Linked DNA regions of Mus musculus: region 1 is linked to region 2. Evidence: chromatin contacts called from public Hi-C data. All regions are on one chromosome and are shown on one strand. The core of a region is the stretch at or near the end of the contact, and the rest is flanking DNA. Distances in the headings are between cores, read along the strand shown.

Region 1 (5,471 bases), core at 627-3,126, 160 kb after region 2:
AACATGGGGTATATTCACATCACTGAGTCCCTGAATGGGTATGTGGCACTGAGACACGCAGAAGGGCTATTGGCAAGATTGGCTATTGGCAAGGTTGTAGTGAGAAAAGAAAGAGAAATATACCGAGCCCACGTAAGTGCTGGTGTAGACACGAGGTAAGTCATGACCTGGGAAGTAAAACCATGGTGCGGAGCTGGGGAGACGGTAAAACTCCAGATGGTGATAGACTGAATGATAAGAGGCCGATTGGGAAAGAAAACAGAACAATTGAAATTCTAGCTAAGGTATTGTATTGAGCCAGGATCAGTAACCCCAGGGAGAGAAATTGAGTAAAAGAAATAAAATATTATTATAGCATTCACCTTCTTTAGAAAAGCATGATTAATCATACAGCAATAGTTCCCTTCAGTCTTTTTCCACTCTGGGGAAAAGATTTGTGTACACAGCTGCCTCAAGTGGTATGTCCTGTTACCCTGGCCCTCCACACCTGTCTAATATAGCCATATGTTTAATGCTTTTTCATCTTAAAAAAAATCTTATCATGGACTGTGGGAAAATTTGTTTCTCTTTTTAGTTTCGGATGTCACAGTGATACTAGCAAGTGTTTCCAACCCACCTTCTTCCCCATGTCTGCAGGTAGACAATTCATTCTTAGCATCGATTTTAGCAACCTTGGCACGCAGTCTCCCTTTGTCTATTGAGATGTACACCTTCACAATGGAATGAAGCACTGACAGTTTTCCTTTAGCGTATAGGAGTTGCCAGCATCCAACACTTGGGCTTGAGGGGGGGGGGGCGGTCATTATTAGATACAATAACAACTAATGTGTTTATAAGGGCACACTGACGGTGGATCTAGTAAAAGGCCCTGAGTTCCCAATGCATGGGTAGTGTAGTCAGGGTGGACACACGGAGAGAGGAATAATTCCCTAAAGGATAGGATGAAGAGGAACCCTGAAATCTCAGCACACTGTTTAAATCAGGACACAGTTTACACTTCATTGCTTTATTTAAAATGTAATGTTTGGAGTTGAAACTCTGGTAACTGAATCCATAGGAGGCGAAGCCAGCCATAAGGGGTCACCACTGTGTATAAGGAAGAGTACATATAAAATATGTGCTCAGTGTAAAAACTATATATGCAGAAAACTTCTTTGCAACTGTGGCTCATGCTGAGAAAGATCTGGGACATACTGTCTCCACCCCCTTTTTCTGAGGATCATTTTCTCACTATTTCTTTCATTTCTATGGCATATATAGGCATATCTAAGTTTTGGTTGCACCTCCTTTTGAAGCCTGCTTCACTCTGCCCAGCATTTGGTTTGTAGGAGTCATCCATACGGCTGACTGAAGCTTTTAGTGGGTCAAAATATTACATCCACCCATCTCAAGGATTTAACACAGCAGAATGTCCTTTCCTGTCACATTTGAGACAAATAGGTTCTGCTTTCTTTGAAATCCCCTCTAATTTTAGTTACATTTTGACAAAGGGACATTGGGTTAATAAGCTTTTTCTTTATGATTTTGTTCATTCCTTGGAAATGTAGATCGTTCTCTCTCTCTCTCTCTCTCTCTCTCTCTCTCTCTCTCTCTCTCTCTCTTGGGTGCTGATATTTGCCTGTATTTAAGCTCCGTCATGCTTTGGTCTCTTTCTCTTTCATTCTTTTCTTTTTTTTTTTTTTTTTTAAAGAAAACCTTTAGTTCTCTAATCCACTTGTATTTATTTTGGTTTTTGTTCTGCTTTGACATTTAGATTCATTTTCTTTCCAAATAGTTAGTTAATTATTAATCCATCCCTTCCCATATTTATTTACACTGGTTTCTTTGTAGAGAGGGCAGAAGACAGAGGCAGGCATGGGTGCGCAAGAGTGTACGTGCATGCGTACATGCAAGCATTGTGTGCATGTGTGTGCATGTGTGCGTGTATGGTGTGCCTAAGTCTCTCTGTGTGTGCGTATGAGAGAGAGGGGGGTGGGGAAGAGGAAAAGAGAGAGAGAAAAGAATCTCTTAAGTCTATGTATAGTTCTGGCCAGAACACAACTCAGTTAGGGTTCCAAAGGGATAGCTGGATTTTGATTTTGTTTGGTAGGTTGACTGGGCACCTGCCGCAGAATGAGCCCAGGGAGGGTGATTATTCTAGACAGGGGAAACTGAGCGCCTGGTCATCTGTGGTTCTAATCCTGACCTCTGAATTTAGAGTTTCAGGCCTTCCACTTGCTGCTTTCTGATGTCTCACAACTTAGCTTTTTGGTCATGTTTAACCTTAATCATGAGTTCATTTGTCTATGAAATGGGAACAGGTAGTCTATTCCATAGGCTCATTGCAAGCAATAGTAAGTTAATGCCATAAAGTATTACCCAACACTTACGAGGCAGGCGATAGTTATTTGCTGTTGATCTTATTCATCGTAGAGGCAGGATCGCTCAACACCCTGTCCCACACAGCTCGGCGTGAGAACTAAAGCTTTATGGCTCACACTGAGGGGCTGTAGGAAGAACAGCCACAGGAAGCATTGCAGTAATCTTAGGGCTAGGGAAATCGGTTGATCTTCTGGAAATAAAAGTTATGAGCGAGTGAGTGGCATGGGGAACAAGCCATGTGGGAATATCCTCACACATCACTGTGTGGACTTCTGTCTTCCTTTTCTAAGCAAAATGGCGAGATTACTCAGTGAAAACTGTCACCTTAGGGTCTTGAGGTCTGGTTTCAAAATCCCCAAATGTATGCCTTCTGCCTCCCCCAAAGTGCTAAGTAAAATAGACTTTCATTTTATCTTAGAAAGATTTAAAGCTAGAAGCACTTCATCCTCAATTAAATATGTTTAGCCTTCATTTGACGTTCCTTTACCGGAATGCCAATATTCCTTAGGCATTTCCCATGGTTTCCCGAGGGCACACTCATCACTACTTGCCTGGCAATGTCTACCTTCTCTGCTTTAGTAACAGAACGTAGCTTCTAGCTTGGCAGTTGGATCTCTGAAACTAGGACTACATTTCCCAGCCTGCCTTTTAGCCAGCTGTAAGCACGTGACTGGCCAGTTAGCTGAAGTACCTTGTGCAGTTCTTAAGATATATTCATAAAGGAAAGGGGCATGGTCTCCTTTCTACTCCCTCCTTTTCTTTTGTTATATCTGGAGCCTAAGCAGGCATTTTGGACAAGTGGAGGCCACATGGTACAGAAATAAAGCTCTTAACTTACCGTGCTTGCTCTCCACCGGGCTCTCTTTACATGACGGGTGCACATCATGAAATCATCTATGCATGTAGACAGGAAGAGAGAAGCAAACCTGTCTAGGAGAACAAAGAGATTAATGGGAGGGCTAGGCACAATATATATGCATGTGAAAGTGTCCTTGTATAGCACAGTACCACGCAAAATGTATATGCACAATGAATCATTTAAAAAAAATAAAAGAAAGGAGAAAATAAGAGGAAAAAAGAAGTGGAAAGAAAAAAGAAAGAAAATAAGAGTCTCTTGTTCCAGTGGCTCATTTGTTCGTTTCTAGCTTGTGTGCCTTCCAAGCCAGTAAATGATAACCTGGCACGCAGTTGGCTTCTTGTTATGTATACAGAGCCAGAACATAATAATATTATTAGACGGAGGTCCAAAGAGTAGGCTTCCGGAATCGGATTTGAAATAATGGGCAGCTTGCTTATTAGGCCTCCGTGTTTAACTCCGAGTGATGGTTTAAAAGTGTGTGCAGATAAATATATCATTGTTTTGGAGCAAGTGACAATTGTGTTTTCCTTTCAGTAGGAATTACAGCTGAGGACATAAACACTCAACAGTAAACGGCCTGGAGCTGGGGATGGGAGTGTCCATTCATCTCTTCCCTGCAGGAGAGATGAGAATCAGGGATACGTGTGTGAATCATTGAGTTGAGTGGCTGGAAATTCTGTCTGCTGCTCTTCTATTAACTACTCTTCTGGACTGCATTATTTACTTCAGGTGCAGAATCCTGGGCAGGACTTGGCTGTTAAAGCATCAGGGTGAATGGTGTTCATATCCATAGAGAGCAGAGCGGTAATCAAGCTCCATAATGTCCGGTGTGCTACGAGAGTGTCAATTTTGACATCAGAAGTGCATGACTCAAAGCCGACACCTACCTCTCACAAGCCACTTGACCTTGGACAATCTGCTTGCTACCTTACGGGAGTCTTTCTTTCCTTCTTTGTAAATGGAAACATTGGTATCTCCTTCCCTGTGTTGGTCTGATGATTTATCTGCTCTTTAGACACCCTCGCCTGCCCTCTCTCTCTTTCCCTGATACTCCTCTTCTCTCTTAAAAGCGGTTTTCCTCCTTCCTTTCCCTACTTCCTTCTCAGTGCTGAGGACTGACCTCCCGTGTCCTCACACTGAGGCCGGGTTTCTCAAGCTTCTTTCCACAGCTGCAACCCTTTCATATAGTTTCTCATGATGCGGTGACTCCCAACTACAACGTGATTTTTGTTGCTGCTTCAGAAGTGTAATGTTGCTACTGCCATGAATCATAATGTAATTATCTGATATGGAGGATATCTAATATGCGACCCTCATGAAAGGGTCATTCGGCCCCCAAACAGGTCACAACCTAGAGGTTGAGAGCCACTGCACTGAGGTGCCATTCCCCAGCCACAGGAGTTACTAGACTGTGGATAACCTGTAGGCCAACTGGCCATTGATCATATTACAGTGGAGTGGAGTGAAGTGAAGAGCTACCAATTAGCTGTTGAACAGAAGGCATATGTACACATCACTGTATTTTTCAATTTACTTCCCTTAGTATCCAGTTCTCTAAGTCAGCGGCAATGGGCTGCTACTGAATGGTTCTGTTGGCAAGGAATGTGTTGGGCTAGGTGGGGGAGGGATGGTGTGTGTGTGTGTGTGTGTGTGTGTGTGTGTGTGTATGGGAAAGTCCCAAGTCCTTCAAAGAGCTCTGACTTGCTTTGGTCTTCATTCACACAAGGAAGCATAAACAGAAGGCTGTGTTTGTTTATGACTCTTGAAGCCGTCAGTCTGCTTCAGGTATCAGGTGGCATATCGTTTTGACATTGGCTTTCACCCACGGAGACGTACAAACCCTCTTAGGAGCAGCCTTTCAGAACAGAAGTGTTCCCTCCCGATTCTGAACCAGAAGACAAAGCTGCAAGAACTAAATGGGGCCAAGAGCATCGCCATGAAGATGACCTTGGAAAGACAGTTCCAGCACTGCAGAATGTGTGTGAGGGAGGGGCAGGGCTAGTGCTCTCTCCACTCTCCTTCCCCCCAGAAGAATGCTTGCAAATTGCTTCAGCAGGCTTTTTCACACAGCCCTCGCCTGAAGACGGTCTCCTTGATTACACATCTGCCGAGTTCAGCATCTTCAAAGCACCTGTATCTTAAGCACAGTAATTTCATTTCAGTGCAAACTGATGCGAATGGGTAATACTGCTATAGCTACATGTCTGTTAGGAGACACTGACCACGTGTCTAACCTTTCTGCTCTCACATC
Region 2 (4,783 bases), core at 2,065-4,564:
CTTTATTCACCAGTCAGAAATAACTTTCAGGCAAGGTCACATAGTGTCACTTGGGTCTATATTCGGACTTTCTGGTCTCTGGGACAACTTGTATTAGAATACAAGTAGCATGAGGCCAACATACTACAGTGGAACTCAATAGAAACCAAATTTTCTTGAAAAAGTCAGAGATGAAAAATTAACATATGGCCTTTAGGGGGATACTTCCAGTACAGTAAAAACTGTAACAGAGATATTGACACTACATTCTAGTTCTCTGTTTTCACATTTATTTAGCATAGAGACTCTTCACCTGCTACGCCCCTTGGTGTGTTTAACTTCTCTGTAGTTTCTCTGCTTCACCAAGGCAGAAATTCTCAGAGAAAGTAGGTGACACACACATGCATACCACACGTGTATCTGCCTCTCATTCCTGTGGCTTAGGTGGTGGGAAGCCTGTGGCATTGGAGAAGGCAGCCTTGAAGACCTTATAACATTGCATGGCTTTTCCTACACCGCTGGTTTTCACCCTTGAACCTTGGCGAAGTTAGGATTATCAAGGATCTAAAAGGATTCTTAGAACATGGTTCCAACCCCAACCTTCTGCTCAAGGGAAGATCTGTGTGTGTGTGTGTGTGTGTGTGTGTGTGTGTGTGTGTGTGTGAGAGAGAGAGAGAGAGAGAGAGAGCACAAAGCTAGAAAGGAGAATACATGTAGCCATGGATTCTGACATAATTTTCTCATCCATTTTAAAGATTTATTTTCACTTTTAATTATGTGTATGCATGCGAATGCAGGTACTTGTGGAATCAGAGATGCAGAAGGTTATGAGCCCCCTGATGTTGTAGGTGCTAGGAACCAAACTCAGGTCCTCCACCAGATCAGTATTCACTCGTAATCACTGAGCAATCTTTCTGCTTCACTTTCTCCTTCTGATGTGAGTCTCTGTGGTTACCATCAGATCTGAAGGCTATCAGCAACAGTTTGGGACATATTGTTTTTTTCCCCCTCTGTTTCATTTTGATGGGATGATTGAGCTGGGAAGGAAAAAGTCAAGAGTTGCCCGAACAGCTGCTACACACAGATGTATTCTTGAGCCTAAGGGAATCTCAAGGAGATGACAAAGGATTTGAATCCCAGAAGCTGTACAAACACGAGAGAAGCGCTGGGAAGGAAGGAAAAAGATGTGTCCGCCTGCTTCTTGTGGTGAAGAAGCATCAGTTGTTTTTTCATCACATTATCTATGAAATTATAGAACCCTTAGTGCTTGTCTTCGATTCTGTTGCTGTGAAGAGATACCAGGGCCACACAAACTCTTATAAACAAGGTTGCTGTTGGTTTTTTTTTTTAAAATAAAAAACACTCTTTATAAAAAAAAAAAACTCTTATAGAAATAATTTCATTGGATCTTGTTTACAGTTTCAGAGGTTTAGTAAAATATCCCCATGGAGGGGGTTGGAACATGTTGGTACCTAGGTAGATATGGTGCTGGAAAGTTAGCTGAGAGTTGTACAGCCAGATCCACAGGCAGCAAGAAGAGAGGCAGAGAGGAGAGAGTTACTGAGCCTGCCGTAGACTTTTGAGACTCAAAGCCCCTCCCCTGGTGACATAGTTCCTCCTACAAGACCACACCCACCCCAACAAGGCCACACCCCCAAATCCTTTCAAATAGTGCCACACCCTGGTGACCAACCAAGCATCCAAATCTATGAGACAGTGGGGGGCCATTCTTATTCAAACCACCATAGTGCTGATAGGCAAGTAGAAAAAGGTGTACCTTAAAATCATTTTATTTAGATCAGTTTAAGGTTGACAGGAAAATTAAGTGAGAAATGCAGAGATGGTGCACACACTCCCTGCCTGTCCCACATGCAATCCTCACCCAGAATTTGCTTGGGGACAGTGCACATGTTGCTAATGTTAGAGCTCCATTGACCTGCCACATTTTTACTTAATGAAATTCACACATGGTAGTAATTACAACTTACAAAGCCACCGTTTAATCCTTAGAATGCTTCACTAACCTACTTCATCCATCCTAGCCTCCTAGCTCCAACCTTACTGAAACAAAAGGTCCTTTGTAATGCTCAAGGGAGAACCTACTGGGTTTAAGTGAATCTGGTTAGTTCCTAGAGTTAGAACATCCCCTCTTTTCCTCATGTTTTTCTTCTTTTCACTTTCTCTTGCCTTCATTCATGTTTCCCCCTCCTTCCTTTCCACCCTGCATCCCCCACCCCCTTTTCCTTTCTTTTTTGGAAGGTCCTGGCAAGAACTCTTTTGCTAAACTTGTACTATACATTTCTGATACATTGTGTTTATGCTTTAGTGATAGCCATTATTAGATACTAGAGAGAATGTTATAGACTAAGTTTTATTTTATGTAATTTTAGGTGCTTTCCTGCATGCATGTATGTGTGCCTGTGGCGGCCAGATAGGGGTTTTGGATCTCCTGGAACTGGAGTTACAGACAGTTGTGAGCAGCCATGTGGGTGCTGGGAACTGAATCCAGGTTCTCTACAGGAGCAGCAAGTGCTCTTAATCTCTGAACGCCACCTTTCCAGCCTTAGGTTTGTGGGTTTTTGTATTTCCTTTTTTGATAGATATAAAAAAGGGATTTTGAAACTAACCAACCTTAAATCCTCAAGTTCTTAGTGGGTCATCAAGTCAATATAGTAAGTTTCAATAAATAAAGAGAACACTTGTATAGAAAATAGTAAAAGTGATTGGGTTTCATCAAAATTTTGAGCTGCACATTCATGTGCGTGTCTACTTGGGTGTGATGTGAAATACAGTTCTTACTACGCTACAAAGAGCTGGGAAGCCTTTGGTGTCGTGCCTCCTGCTTTCTTGGTTCAATTTAAGTACCATATGCTATCTTTACAAAGCAGTAACTGACTTAGTTATTCTTTAGATTAGTCTCCATTTCCATAGAGGCGATTGTACTGGAATAGAAATTAGAATTCTAAACAAATGTTTGCCCTGGATGTAATAATACTGAGGTGACAACTTACACAATAGACTCTCCCTCCACTTCCACGAACTATCTTTCACTCCGTTGCTTTTTGAAGCTGTCAACAGATCATTTTGAAAATCCTTTAGGAGTGTATCAGAAAGGTGTGAGGACGTTCTAAAATTGTTGATGGAGATAGAAGGGAATTTTACAGACCCAGGATGTCCTTAGAATTGGGTTGCATAGATGGACGGAGTCTGTGATACCCCTGAGAGATGTGGTACCGGAAAAATGTACAGAGATGTCCTGATATCAGTGGGATCACCTGGGGTACAGCTCACACACTGCAAGGCTTCCTCTGATTTCCGCTTCTTTTTACAATTCCCAGTTATCCACAAAACTTAGTTTGAATCTTTCCTCAGACACCCCGCCTACCGGAAGTGATGGAAGCACGTAACCGGAAGGAGATTAGAGCTAACGTTACAGCCAAAGGCCAGATAAAGTTTGTCCCAGCCTCATTTTTTTTGGGGTGGTGGTGGTGGTGGTGGTGGTTGGTCATTTATCTACTCTGAAAATAACTTACTTAATCTCTAAAACTGTATCTTCATTGCCTCTAACTCTCACCAGACTGTTACCCGATAGTGAATGTGTGATGGCCAGTCGGGTAGTAAATAGGCGCGTCTCCTGCTGATGGGTATGTTATTAGTTCCTTCCCGAGACTCGTTACGGAACCTTAACGGATCAGAGGGAAGGATTTCTTGCCTCTACACGGAGTACAATTTCAGGCATCATGTGGGATTGCTGGCCTTGTCCCCTGTTCCCTTCACAGCCACTCAGCTGGCGTGATACAGGGCACAAGCTGGATAATTACCCGGCAAGCTTATCTGGAGCCTGGTTATCTAAATGGGGTCCCTCTGGAGCTCCTAGAGTCTGCGGAGAGGGGTTGTGTCATAGGAAACATAGGCTTGGCTGCTGCTCACAGCCGGGGGTTGGGGTGGGGGGTAGAAGGTGCCTGGCTAGGCTGCTGCCTGGGACACGAGGCTAGTGCCAAAATGGCAAAGTGCCATTGTCCCTTCCTGATTTTAGGCGCGCAGAGCTCCGATCTGAGCCGCTAGGTAGTCTAAGATGAAAAGGCAGGGAAATTAATGATTTCTAGACCCCTCTTTAAGAGCTCAAAGGAAAGCAAAATGAAAACTCCTAAGACACTTAGGATACCCGCCCATTGGAAGCTGATTTTGCCGGGAATATTATTTGTGTGGAATCTGAAATTATAGTGGAAATTTCCACGATAACGCAAGGATCTGTCTTCAGGTCAACAGGTAAAGCTGGCTTTAACTTTATTCTCTTCGAGAAGTAGACCGCTTAACCCTGAGTCAGCCAGTGGTTGAGGAGGCTACATGGATGTCCCATTTGGCAACTGACCTTTCTTGGTTTTCTCCCTGTCTCTTCCCTTCCCCTCCTCCCAGTTTGATATTTGATGTGTCAAGGACAAAGACGTGCAGGAAGGAAGGTCGCAGCTTACTGTCGATCTCCACCTCGAGCAAGCCTCAGGACATCTCTGAACATTTATTTGAGACCCCCTTTGACTATAGGATCGGTCCTCACGGCTCCTCTGTTAAGACCTAAGAGGGAACCGAAGCTGACAGGTCACAGTGGGAGGAATTTATCTCAGGCTGGACCTCAGAGAGAGGGTGCCCGGTTTCCTGTCTTCTCTCCCTGGCGTCTCAGAGATATCTCAAGACCTTTGGACTCTGAGTGTTGCTGACAGAGATAGTGAGTGGGAAAGGAAAAAGGAGGCGGTCTAATGAGGTGGATGGGCTCTTTTTTCTGGTTTTCCCCAGATGCAGAAGCTGG

The links. Hi-C and Micro-C count contacts between places; a contact is called where the count stands out from the background.
Region 1: a contact with region 2 is called in a Hi-C map of liver, with 2.3 times the contacts expected there. The contact joins the enhancer-like site here to the promoter of 4933440J02Rik in region 2. A contact is called at or near these places in 1 of 15 datasets of contacts at CTCF or cohesin (the NIH/3T3 cell line), 3 of 484 Hi-C or Micro-C datasets (liver and nephron progenitors) and 1 of 115 datasets of contacts at active chromatin or transcription factors (pancreatic cancer cells).

What each region holds. Positions count from the first base shown.
Region 1 is chr10:111,754,870-111,760,340 of GRCm38.p6, forward strand. No RefSeq gene overlaps it. Among named protein-coding and RNA genes, the nearest start is that of Gm30624, 73 kb to the left of the region's middle. Within about 2 kb of position 1,877, at least 7 of the 459 cell types and tissues checked have an H3K27ac peak or open chromatin away from gene starts, as enhancers often do. A contact at or near this core is called in liver, where this site is marked.
Region 2 is chr10:111,590,959-111,595,741 of GRCm38.p6, forward strand. It overlaps 4933440J02Rik (RIKEN cDNA 4933440J02 gene), which reads right to left and starts at 3,315. Exons shown (of 4, transcript NR_045344.1): 1 at 3,146-3,315; 2 at 2,991-3,047. All of the region lies in intron 2 of Gm30262 (a long non-coding RNA gene), which reads left to right.